2 separate regions of the Anser cygnoides genome follow, and region 1 is linked to region 2. A link is a contact called in public Hi-C data. All regions are on one chromosome and are shown on one strand. Each heading gives the region's core, a stretch centred on a gene start, on an enhancer-like site or on the middle of the called end of the contact. The rest is flanking DNA. Distances are from core to core; before and after follow the strand shown. Region 1 overlaps PRKCE (protein kinase C epsilon). Region 2 holds the start of PRKCE (protein kinase C epsilon).

Region 1 (5,973 bases), core at 482-2,981, 72 kb before region 2:
GATGATAAAGCTGCTCAATGGGATCAGAAGTAAAATCTTTCCTAATCACACCCACCCAAGTCCATCTCAAGTGCACGATGACTCAAGTCCATCTTGCTTCACCATTGACTACATATGTTGTAATGATCTAATGTTGAAAAAGCATTAATAGTTTATAAGGTCAAATTCTGACCTAACTTTAACCCCACAAGATGTCAGTGTTATTCATGTGATTTCAGCTGCTGCTTTGAATATAAGCAAAAGCTCAAGAGAATTTTTGCAGCACTACCTACCACACCTTGGTTAACAGGCTGTCCTCCAGGTCTATCAGAAACACAGCATGAACTCTGTAAACCGCCACGCACACTATCAGACAGGGTTAACTCTACTGTCATAACCAGCTTACGTGAGGTTATGGTCTCCACTTCCAGCACTAGCATACAACAGCTCTGTCTTTCCATCCTCCACCCACAACATAATCCCTCCAGTTTACCAGCGCCGTACATTTTTTGTAGCTGGAAGGGAAAAACTATTCAGACTAATAGTTTTACTTTCAGTACATTTATATAGAGGAGTGACATCTGACAAGTTCCCTACTCTACCAGCCTTCTTTCACAGTATGTCCAACACAAGATTACATCAGACAGGTGTTTGTCAGGGAGTAGAATTCCACTCAAAACCTCCAAACATATCTGTTGTTAAGAAAACAGTTCTCACTACTGTGGTGGTGAGTACCCATGAGGAATACTGACGGTTCAAGTTCAGATCCTACATAGCAAATGTCAGTATCTTGTAAGTCATCCTTACAACCTGTCATTTCTACTGGAAGTCTCACAGGGAAGTTAAGATAATATATGGTTGTGAAGGTTAGTCTTCAGATTATTGGGGTCCATACAGTGCAGCTTAACACAACTTGTATAAACCATAGCATCACGTAAAGGCAGAAAGGTAGGCTACTGAAAGTTGGGAGAGAGTAGAAGGTCTTTAGGTCAGAAGGTCGTTTTGTGATGAAAAACTTCAGGGGTATTTGGTCGACAGTCATTTGGGGAGATACAAATGAGGGACTGATGAGATGAAGAAGAAAGCTGCTTACTGGTGGGTACGGAGAAGCCTAGAAGTCTAGTTAGGGCAAAATATTTAAGTTAGCTGTCAGTGGGAAGGGACCACGCTCATGCGAGTGAATGGCAGAGGAGCTTCTGATGCTAGCAGCTGCAATAGCTCTCCCAGCTTAGTTCTGGTAGGTGTAGAAAAGCCATGGAAAGATGAATATATGCATTTAAGTTTTTTCTCTGTTAATTAACTTCTGCAAATTTAATCAATGCCTAATTAAAAAACCCTACACTTTTTTTTCCAGTGCAAAAATCTGCCTTCAAATACTTTAAAAACAACAACAAAATGATGTTTGTCACAATTAAGAAGGTTTACATAGAGTTATAAGTGTTTAATTCCTTCCTGTCCTTCCCATCAATACAGTTACTGATTTTACAGACCAAGTCCTTCCCTGGCTGATTCATTATTCATAGAAGAGACAGAGGATGCTGCCTGCCATTTATTTCTGCTGAACTACAAACATTGCTCTGGTTTTGAAATAGGTCCATGGGAGCAATAATAAGAAAAAGCCAATCGCTGAAAGCTGAAAAATAAGTGAAAGATAAAAGGGCCATTATTCAGAAATCAATAACACTGCTCCCTAAAAGGCATTCTACGGTGAGGTAATCACATTTGCTGCCGTGGAGCTGCAGCAGCTGCACCCTACGTGAGGGTTTCCAGACAGGATCTGCTGCAGGTAGACACCATGTGCAGGAAGCACTGGGGGAATGGAGAAGGGGGGTATGGGGGCAGGCAACAGTAGAGAAGAAAGTACACGGTCAATGTCTCAATTTTGTTTGCTCAGTGGGCAAAGTCTACCTGCACCACACAGCTGAACTTCCCCAGCAAAAACTTTGGAAAATGTACTTGTCCAGCTTGTAACCTACAGGATCCTAGCCCGTTCTTTTTGGTAAATTCAGCTCTCACTCTGAATGCTGACATCTGAAAACAACACCGAAACAAGTAATTCATTGGGGTTGAAGCTTCCATACATTTCTACCTATTTTTCTTTTTATCTACGTATATTTGCAAAGTACATTACGCTCCCTGTAACAGAAAACATTATAAATGCTTTCTGGAAACAAGACTGTGGATATGCTGTTCACAACACCATGACAAACATATCAATAATCCCACAGAAAAGAACCAGACTTTTTGATAACGTAAATTTCCCAGAATCATCTGAGATGGTAAAAGGATTCAGCTATTGCTAGAGCAATTATTGATTCCATCTAATAGAAAGCCGTATGTACAGACTCCCTGAAATAGCTCCAGAAACAACCTTAAACAATGTGTCGGAGTGGACGGAAGGGGAAAACAGATGGCAGGCATTTTCATCTTTTTCAGTGAGGAACAGAAGAGCCAAGTCAGAGAGCGAGCATTTGGAGAATTTTCTCCAAAACAACCATAGGCAGCAGCACTGTCTAAAGCCTGGTGGATATCCAAAGGATTATGTGGGTCTGATTCTGAAATGCGTTCCGTTTGATACAAAATGCCACGCTACACAGCGCTGCAATCAGCCAGCACTTCCATCGCGAGCATGCTTTAAAACCTGCACATAATTACTGATGCAGAATTATTGTGTGCACTTGAAAGTAATCTTGAAAGTACTTGAAAAATAATCTTTTATAAATAAAGTTTTGCTGGTGCTCATTTTTTAGCTTTATATGGGCAGCAATTCCACACAGTGAGAAATACCAAACAAACACATTTCAGGAGTTCCGGATCTTTTTCTCAAACATTCAGCAGCTTAAATTCCACTTCCAAAGAACTAAATCAGTAGATCTTAGAAATTTCAGTTTACCACTAGTATTTCAGTTCAAGTCTCTTAAATTCTACTGCAAACAACAGAACAGATTAGGATGAAAAGGACAGCCTGTTAATTCACCTAGTACAAACCCCTGAAAATGGATAAGCATACTTATCTTTGACAATTCTGTTGGAATTCAGAACCACCTTTAAAACTCTAGCACAACTTCACAACTTTCAAAACACAACATAAAACACAAAACAATGAGGAACAGAACATCGCCCTCTTTCTTTTGAAGTTCAACTAAAATTAATTCAAGTACGTAAGGGCAGACTACTTCAGAATACTTACTGTTAGATGTTGCAACGTAGAAAAAATCAGAAACCAGTCTCAAAATAGCAAGGAAACCCATAAATGCACGCACACAAGGAGTATTAAAAAAAAACAACAACAAACAAACAAAAAAAAACACCAGTCCTGGCTTGCAAATGACACCCAATCTTCAATTTGCATATCTCAGCAATCATTATCCTCATGTCTTACAAAATATGGTCCCTGACGTCCCACTGGGGGAAGTTTCAGAGATTGGAACAGAAATTAGAATTGATTACAGAACACATATGAAGTGGAGACGGCAGGTTTTTTTCTCAGAGTTAATTAAATTTAAGCAACAAGACAAAGGATGAAAGTTTCTGGAAAATATAAAGTAAAAGCTAATATTCGTTAACAGGAAAATGGGGGGGGGGAAGAAGCAAAGAAGCCTTTTTTCCTAGTAGGGCTCATAAATGAAAGAGGAGTGGGGAGCTCATCATTTTTCATGATGAGGAAATGGAAGAGGAAAAGGATTTCATTATTTCATAAGACAATTATGTGTAACAGATATAGAAAATATATCCCCTCTGAAATTAATTCTTAATAGTGCATTTATACATAGTATGCTTAGCTATAGAATACAAATCTTTCTATTTCCAGGGTTTACTGTCATAGTGGAATCCACTTACAATGAAACCGTTAATATACAGAATGCTTCCCATTATCCAATTTCCTTCCACTGTATTTCAGTGGATTAAAAATAAATAAATAAATAAATAAAACAGAAACACACAAAATTGTAGATAGCAGACTAACTTGGCAATACAGGTCTGAGTTAATACAGATGGAGCTTCAAATACACCATATTATACCAAAAAGCACAAAAATTGAAATACAGAAATGGATGCTAAGGTAACAGATTTAAAGGTACATGATGTGTTTGGCTGATTTTTCAAATCAATTCAGCATTGATCCAAGGTAATTTTTCATTCTGTTCTCTCAGTTTCAACACCAATCCTCCAGACTACAAAACTGGCTGGATCAAAAGCCAATACTGTAGATTTTCATTGTAGCTACAGTAGCTGTACTACAATTCCATCTCCAGGCAAGAATCTAAAAACAGCCCACTGTGGTTTACTAATTATCTCCAAGATGCACAGTTCAGCACTGTTTAAAAGTTCCTCTCTTGTAATCAAAGAGAAATGTTCTCTGTTGTACCATTTCTGCATCGCAGGTGTTTTAGTGAAGTCACTCCTTGGCACATGGCAAGGCTCTCTAGCTCTTTTACAGAGACGATGACAACACACCAGGACATGCTTTACTTTAGATTTTTATCTCTCACACTCAGGTCTAGCTGTGAAAATCCACTTACTTTACAGGTGGAATGTAGCCCTGGTGATAGCTTCAAGTGTTCAACTGATGGACCTTGTCAATAGAAAATATACGGACAATGTAACACATGCAGAAATAGCAATACCGATGCCTTACTGAACTTGTATAGATGCTACAGCACAAGCCAGAGGAATTCTGTGAAAATTAATTCAGGGCTTTCCATATTTCCTTCTGAAATTGAACACACCAGAATCAGCACACTCAAGAAAAGGTGATAGACTTTTTTAAAAGGTTGTGAATATCAACAAGGCCAAATTCTGTAATATCTAACGTAGTTGTTAATTCCTAACAGAGTTGATTAGTGCTCTCCTCTGCAGCAGAAACTAGCTTATAGGTACAGTTTAAAGGATCTGCTCAGTGACAATATGGGTGACAGAATAAGGTCTTGAGAAATTAAAAAGACTGCATAGGAAATGTACTTATAATTAGATATCAAATAGGATGCACCATAAAATACATGAAGTGCAATATAATTAGCCATTGCAAAGCTGCAGTAATTTTTCCTGTTTATATGGTTTATTTCTAGATCTTGTATTACACATTATTATTCAGATCATTCAGTTGCTGTCTTAACTATCTAATATGTGTCCTTGCAGACATACAACAAGTAGCACGAGGATAACTCTATATGAATAGTAATGAGCTATGGAGCAGTGCTTAGTGAAAATGAATTTCAAAATGAAAGGAAGAGGGAGGGAGGAAGGAAGAGAAGATCTTTGTATTACTACCATACCTGGAAAATACATGCTCAAGAAATCAAGGTCTTGGTTTCTCAAGCTGTACTATATAGTAATTAATATTACATATACAGTCTTATTTTCCTCTAGAATCAAATAATGGTCCTTTTTTGGGGAAAAAAAAAAAAAGCAAAAAACAGAAAAACAAAAAACAGAAAAAATGCCCCTCATCTCAGTTTTTACAACAAGATAAGAGGAAATGGGATATTCGAGTTACAGATGTTACCTCGCTCGTGATGACAGAACATTCACCCTGAGAAGGAGGTTATAAAAAGGAAAAACACCTTACTATCCTTGCCACATCTCTTCCTTGCAATAAATTCAACCATATTTTGTTGTATATACAAACTCTTAAAAAAATCTAGCTCATGTGAGGGTAGCTCTAAAGCATGGGGTTTAGAATAGATTCGAAAGCCTGCAGGAAAATTAAGAGGAATACTTGGACAGCTGGCCTGAGCTAAACTTTGTTCTCTCTAAATAATGTTTTTTTTCCAGGCTACAGCATAATGATGGCAATAACTTCAGGCTACCCATGTCCTCTTTGATAAAGAATAGCTAGAAGGCAGATAGCAATTGTTCTTGCTGATACATATCTGTGTTTGCCACTTGGGGGGTGTGTGTGGGGGGGGTACTGCCTAGGAATCCAGAAGGATTTGAAATAGGGACTGAAGAACCACTCCTTTTATCAAGCCAGTTGACTAACTTCTTCTCTTT
Region 2 (6,531 bases), core at 1,555-4,054:
CCAAAAATCAAACTTGGCATCTGTAACCTGCAAGGTCCTTCCAGATCTGGCAACAAACTCTGAACGGGTACCATACACAGAAAGAACATATGTAATTATTCCTTCACTAAAAATCTGTGATGACATCCTCGTCCCATTGGCCTCAAAGATGAAGCACCCAGTGTTTACAGAAGGACCACTACTTGATTATCATTCAATCCAGGTAAAAGACATCTGCAATACTGCTGCATTTGTCTTTTCCTGATTTGGCAATTTTTTTCTTTGCCTATTGCCCAGTTTTACAATCCAAGCTTACTAACATGTAGCTTCTATTGAGCATCAGAATAATCTAGATCTTAATTGTCACGATGTAACATACCTAGCAGAAGTGGGCAATATTTTAAATTCGTAAACATTAAAGTTGTAACAGTAAAGTTATTCAGCTCTTAATCAGCATAAACAGAGCACAATTCTTTCACGCCTTTCCATTGTTCTGATATCTCTTTCTAGCACTGCTTTAAGTAAAGAAGCTCCAAAGGATACATGAAACTCTGAGCTGTTAACTCTTGCTGTTTTCACTTTGGTCCTGGGTTCTTTGTTTGCCAACAAAACATTCCCCTGCCTAGTATCTTTGACCATAATAAATAAACACGAAAAGACAAGCATAAACATTTCAGACGGCTGGTCAAGCAGGGCACATTTAAAAATCAGAAGACAGCTAACATCATTCTATTGCACGTCTGATATAAAGAATATACCATTTAACCGTTTAACTGCAGAAATGTGCATATTCATGTTTCCTGTGCTTCTTTTTGTTTTATTTTCCAGTGTTAAATCACAGCACCTGAGGTTGTCAGACCAAGGATTTTCCAGCTTTTTTGCACCCCCACTGAGGCACGTTAGCCTCTGGGTCTTTAAGATGCAGTAGAAGCTGTTAAACACATTGTGCATGCAGGCAGCAGAATTTGCCTGGTTGTGGCCAAAATCCACCAGAACCCTTTTATCAATTTCAGGCATTTGAAGAAGCACTGCATTAGGTCTATGCACAAAGGTCCAGACCATCTAGGGGAAGAAGGAGCATCAGCATCGTTGCAGTCAGCTTCCAAGCGATACGAGGACCCCAAATCATCTCGGATCAGAGGTCAGACCTGCATTTTTAAGGCTTGTCATGACCTCGTCATGGCTTCGTCAGTTCACACTGAAGCAAAGAACTCGGTCTAAGAGCTGGCTCTGGGTTTTGCAGTGATGCTCTGTACAGATGTATTTGGTCGGCGGGTTTCAAACACAATAAGACAACAGGACTTGTGTTTATGTAACATAATTTCAGAACCTGAAGTGGTAATTACACATCTCTTACTTAGATGCACCCTATTTTTCTTTCTTCCTGTGTCTGTGGACCACATGCATTAGATGCACCACAACCATGACTATCTCAGTATAACAAAGCGTGGAAATAATGAAAAGCCTCCAGAGCCATTACATGCCCTTGGCAACCTAGCTCTGCAATACAGATGTTGCACCCAGAGCGGTGCCACTGAACATCATGTGCACACGTCCGTATCTGCGGCGCCAACACTCACCCAGTCCTCAAAGTGGCGGCTCCCGTTCTGCAGCAAGTCCTCAAACTGGATAGTGCAGTTAGCTACAAAATCGTCGTACCCGATGGGGGCATCGTGGAAAACAGCCATCTCTATCTTCCTGCCGTTGCAAACATCGGTGACAAATTCATCGTTCCAAGCGGGACTGTTGGTCTTCTGCTTGGTGGAGGTCTGCCCGATCCTGGAGTCGTCCACATTGAGGGCTATGTAAGGGTCCAGCAGAAAGGTCTGTGGCCTGGGACCCACCGCATGCCTCAGTGACCACGCCGTGGGTTTCAGATTCACCGCCTCGCAGATCTTGATTTTCAGCAAGCCATTGAAAACCACCATGGCTGGACGGCTGCACTTTTCCTGGGATCAAACACTCGCACAACGCGCTCGCACAGAGAGGGAGGGAAGGAGGGAGGGAGGGAGGGAGGGAAGGAGGGAGGGAGAGAAGGAGGGGAGCAGGGAAGGAGGTCTCGCCAATAAATAGGGGGGCAGGTCTGAGGGGGGGAGCGGGACGCAGCGCGGCTCCGACCCTCGCCGTGCCGCTACCTCTGGTTATTTAGCCTTTGCTCTTGCGACACCCAGTGAATGCATTTATTTTCTCGCCCGTGTTTCTAACGGAAAACAAGGGAGGGGGGCCGCAGGGGAGGGGGAGGCGTCGGCGGCTGCAGAAACCCCCCCAAAACCCGGGCAGGGCAGAGCCGGGGGGCGAGCGAAAGCCTCCTCCCTCCTCCTAGACCATAATCCCGGCTCGGGCCGTGCGAGGGAGGCAGCGCCGCGACCCGAGGCTCCCGCACACGCCAGCCCTGCCCCGGAGCGGCACCGCACCACTCCACGCACACACACAAACACCCGCACGAATCACCAGCACCGGCCGCCCCCCCAGCCCTGCCTACGGCACAGCCTCCGCTCAGCAGCAGCAGCAGCAGCCATCCACCCGGGGACCTTCCATCCGCGCCGCAGCCCGCAGCAGCGGCGGCAGCAGCAGCAGCACCGGCAGCAGCCCCCGCGCCTCCTCCTCCTCCTCGTCCTCCGCCAAGGCCGGGGACCCAGCGCGGCCACCCCCGCGCATGGGGCGCGGAGCGGTGCGGAGCGGGGCTCGGCGGGCTCCGGCTGGGCGGCCGCCGCCCTGGCGATGGGCAGAGCCGCCGCCTCCCTCCCTCCCTCCCTCCCTCCCTCCGTCCGTCCTTCCCTCCCCGCCTCCCGCCGCCGCTCCGCCGCTCGCTCCCGTGCAGGAAATGCGCAAAAGACGTCAGTGTGCGAGTGTGTGTGTGTGTGTGAGCGAGGGAGTGTGTGTGTGTGTGTGTGTGTGTGAGAGTGTGCGAGGGGAGCGTGCCAGCGGCTGTGCGCCCAAACTTTGGCCGGCGGGGGGAGCAGCGCGGCCCGCGGGGGTCCTCGGCTGCGCCCGCCTTTCCTCAGCCCTCGTCTTCCTCTGGGCCGGCCTCCGCGCACTTACAGCTTTATTATCATTTATAGTTTTGTTATTGTCGCTGTTGTTGTTGTATTTCCTTCCCTCGTCCCCCTCACGGGATAAAAGTGGCGTAGGAAGAAAAACACACACACGCCATCCCCGTCCGCCTTCCTCCCGAGCCCCTCAGATTTTATTCAAGCACCCGACCGCCCCCCTCCTCCTCCTCCTCCTCCTTCCTCCCCGCCTCGCTGCTCCCCGCGGGTTTTCCGCCCGCCCCCGGCCGGGCCCCGCCGTCCCTCTCCCTCACAGCGCCGCCCTCCGGCGACCTCCCCGCCGCGCCCCGGCCCCGACCCCCGCCGCTCCGTCCCCTCACGGCCCCGCTGCCTCAGCGGGGCCCGGCGGCAGGCGGGGCTCCCCCGCGGTGTGAGCCGCCGGGGAAGTGGCCTCAGGCCGCCCGGGCCGAGGCCGGGAGGCGCTGTCGGGAGGTGGCGGCCCGGCCCGGCCCGGCCCGGCCCGACCCAGCGGGGCTGCGGGTCACCTGCCTTCCCCCCGCCCCGGCCTCGCTGAGGGGAAACAGCGCGGGGAATCGTCGCTGCTGGGCGTGGAAGATGCGGAAAGGAACGGGGGTGTCTTCTAAAAGGGTGTACGTGCCTTGTTATCGAGCTTATCGCGTAAGATTTCAGTCATGTTCATCGCCATGGTGCTGACTACTGCATGGAATAACCAGGAAACTGCAGCTTTCCCCTCCCCTGCACAAACGTACATAGACGTGGGCTCCAGTTGGTTTCCTCTAGTGAAAAAATACTGCTGCCTTGTTTATTTTTAGTTACTGATCTTGCCAGCTTTTTGTGAGAAAGTCATCAGGATGGACTTAGCCCTTGCACAGACTTTGAATTCACTTTAATATCAGAATTAAAATCCAGGGCCAGCTCTGCTATTCAAGGGGTTGCATCTGCATTTCAGGCAACGTGAAAAGAAGAAGCCTACTGCCAGGATGCGCTCAGGTGAGGACACAAAGGGTTAGCACCGAGTCCTGGATCTGGACCTGGCATTCCTGAGTGGAGAGCAAAGATGAGGTAATTACGGATTTCTACAGGTAATGGCTCAGGAGGCAGGTGTTATATTTGGAGGTGAAGAAATAGCTCCAGTATCTGTGCTTCCACAGTAGTTTCCAGGTAGAAGATACGGTACTAATGAAGCCTAAGGGTCATGAGAGCATTCACATTAATGGAAGAAAGCCTTTTTGTGCCTATTGCCACTTAATCTACTAGTAAAAGCAGAAGTACAGTAAAATCTCCATGTTCATTATCATCTTGACAATCCCCGAGTACAATCGTTTGATAAAAAGCTGTGATATGGAGCCAATTACAGGAACTGTCTTCCTTCACAATTCAGCCTTTCCTGGGCTCATAGCAGCTGTGGTTCATCTATTACGTTACTTCTGTAAAGGATTGTATCCACAGGCCCCTCAGAAATACAAGAATCACCTACTCCTTCCCTCCCCTGTTCACAACCTAGCATGTATCTACTATGTATTGAGCTATATGCTCTTAATTTTAATGTGTGAGAAAGAACACACACTGTAATTAAATATTTCCTCTGGATGTGTTTGTGTTGTTTCTGAATAAAGGCAACCTAAACAATGTGCTCTGTTTTCTTAGCTATTGGAAGATATAAAAGCTGAGCTGATACACTGTTTCATTTTTTTTCTGTTTATTTTTAAGAGACCAACAACTATGTGTATTTTGAATGCCCAAGGTAAGATTTAAGTAAACACAGTCTCCATGGTGAGTTTAATAACCTAACGTCTCCGTAAGATCACACATGCATATTGCAACAGTCTGAATAAATCAGACTATTAACACAATATACAAAGTAATATTAATAAATCTTATATTTGCTTAATTACATATATAATCTACTGCATACACAACTAGGCCCTACTGTTTAATTTAACCCATCTACTCTTTTGCATGCACTGAAACAAGCTAAGGTTTGGTTTCACACATCATTTTTTGTAAGACTGCCTGCGTGAATAAGGATTTGCAAACTCACTTAGGATCATACCGTTCCATCCTTACACTGGCTAGGAAAATACATGTACCTTACACTGTTTTAATTTTTATATGTACATATGTATATATTAAAAAAATAACTTTGAGAAAACTATATGTTTTGTAAACTTTTACACTAAGAAGTTATTAACTTACCAAAAGAACCCAGAACAATATTTTTAAAATCCAGTAACTCAGTACAGTGAACAAAGTTAAAATACTTACAGCAAAGGTCATGAGAAAAACTGGCCCAGCAGTCTCAAAAATTCTAAGTAACAGACAACAAAGATATTCCAACTGTAGGTAATGTTTTCCACTTGAAAGATTTTTCAGTATTTGTTACTTGGTTTTATTTTCTGTTCTCTTGTGGGTTCGAAGGAATTTGTTTCTTCAAGAAGTGAAGAACAAATGCTATTCCTTCTACGTATCACAGGAGGGTAAGGACAACAAGGTAAAACACATGCAATAATTTTGCTGCAGAAAGGCAATGAAAAAGCACTCTACCTGCATTTCTTTATTCTATTGCAAAGGCTACAGCAGAGTGGTAAACTACGCCTTGTAGTTTATTTGTACTTTTGGTAGTCTTCATAGCTGTCGCCTTTTTTTTTTTTTTTGTTAAGGACCTAGAAGCTGGCTGCAGGGCACCTACACTCAGGACCAGTTAAGGAAATCCATCTGCTTTCCAGAAGTAACATTTGCATCTGCTCAGCACTCTCTGCTTGTGAGATCAAAATGCACCTAGATTTATGTCAGGCCTGCTCACAGCCTACATGGCTCACCGGCAGCACTGGCTGCAGGTTTGTGTTTTGATTTTTTGTTAATGTCACTTCAGTCCAGGCAATTACTTGACAGGCAACTGTGTTTTCAGGGTGTCTCGCCAAGTTGTAAGAAAAAGATCCCCAAAAAATGGTAAAAGCAGTTTGTTGTGCATCAGTGTCTAATACCATTCTTAATTTAGGAAAGAGAATAGACTTGTAGCAGATAGCAAAGCTGGAAACAACAGCATGCAGTAGCTACAAACATCCTTTTTCAATATGTGCTTTTACTCCTTCAGACCAGTCAGTCTCTGCCTTCCCCGTTTCATTTACAGTGGCAGTGAAACGGAGGGAATGAGCAAGCTGTAGGCAGCTTGTTACCTTGAGTCAGCCCCTGACCTTTCCGTGGCCTACGAATCCTACAGAGCTCTGTAGAGAAACAGCTCTATCTGGTGGAGGGAGTCTGTAAAGTCCTGTCGAGAATGGGCTTTACTCAGTTAGAGCCACTATTGCAAATGCTTCAATGATGTTCTTGCCCAAAGTTGATAAATAGTTTATGGTTTCAAGAGGATTCTTTTTTCTACAGCGCAAATGGAAGAGGAATATATCTCGCTTAGTCTTTACAAAACTGGTGCTTATATCAGTTTCTAGTGCTTTCATGAAGAATTTTTTCACCCTTCAAGAAATGTCAGTATATTTTCTGGATTTTCCTAGTACAGCAATATGAAAGAATGAGAGGAGCTTTT

The links. Hi-C and Micro-C count contacts between places; a contact is called where the count stands out from the background.
Region 1: a Hi-C map of liver shows a contact between it and region 2, with 1.8 times the contacts expected there. The contact joins the enhancer-like site here to the promoter of PRKCE in region 2. A contact is called at or near these places in 4 of 7 Hi-C or Micro-C datasets (granulosa cells and liver).

Annotation. Positions count from the first base shown.
Region 1 is chr3:29,548,874-29,554,846 of Taihu_goose_T2T_genome, reverse strand. The region is part of intron 1 of PRKCE (protein kinase C epsilon); the gene reads right to left. Among named protein-coding and RNA genes, the nearest start is that of PRKCE, 71 kb to the right of the region's middle. Within about 2 kb of position 1,731, at least 2 of the 3 cell types and tissues checked have open chromatin away from gene starts, as enhancers often do. A contact at or near this core is called in liver, where this site is marked.
Region 2 is chr3:29,477,158-29,483,688 of Taihu_goose_T2T_genome, reverse strand. It overlaps PRKCE (protein kinase C epsilon), which reads right to left and starts at 2,804. Exons shown (of 16, transcript XM_013171109.3): 1 at 1,560-2,804. The coding sequence starts at 1,907. It overlaps LOC106029796 (a long non-coding RNA gene), which reads left to right and starts at 3,247. Exons shown (of 3, transcript XR_007169170.2): 1 at 3,247-4,052; 2 at 5,651-5,827.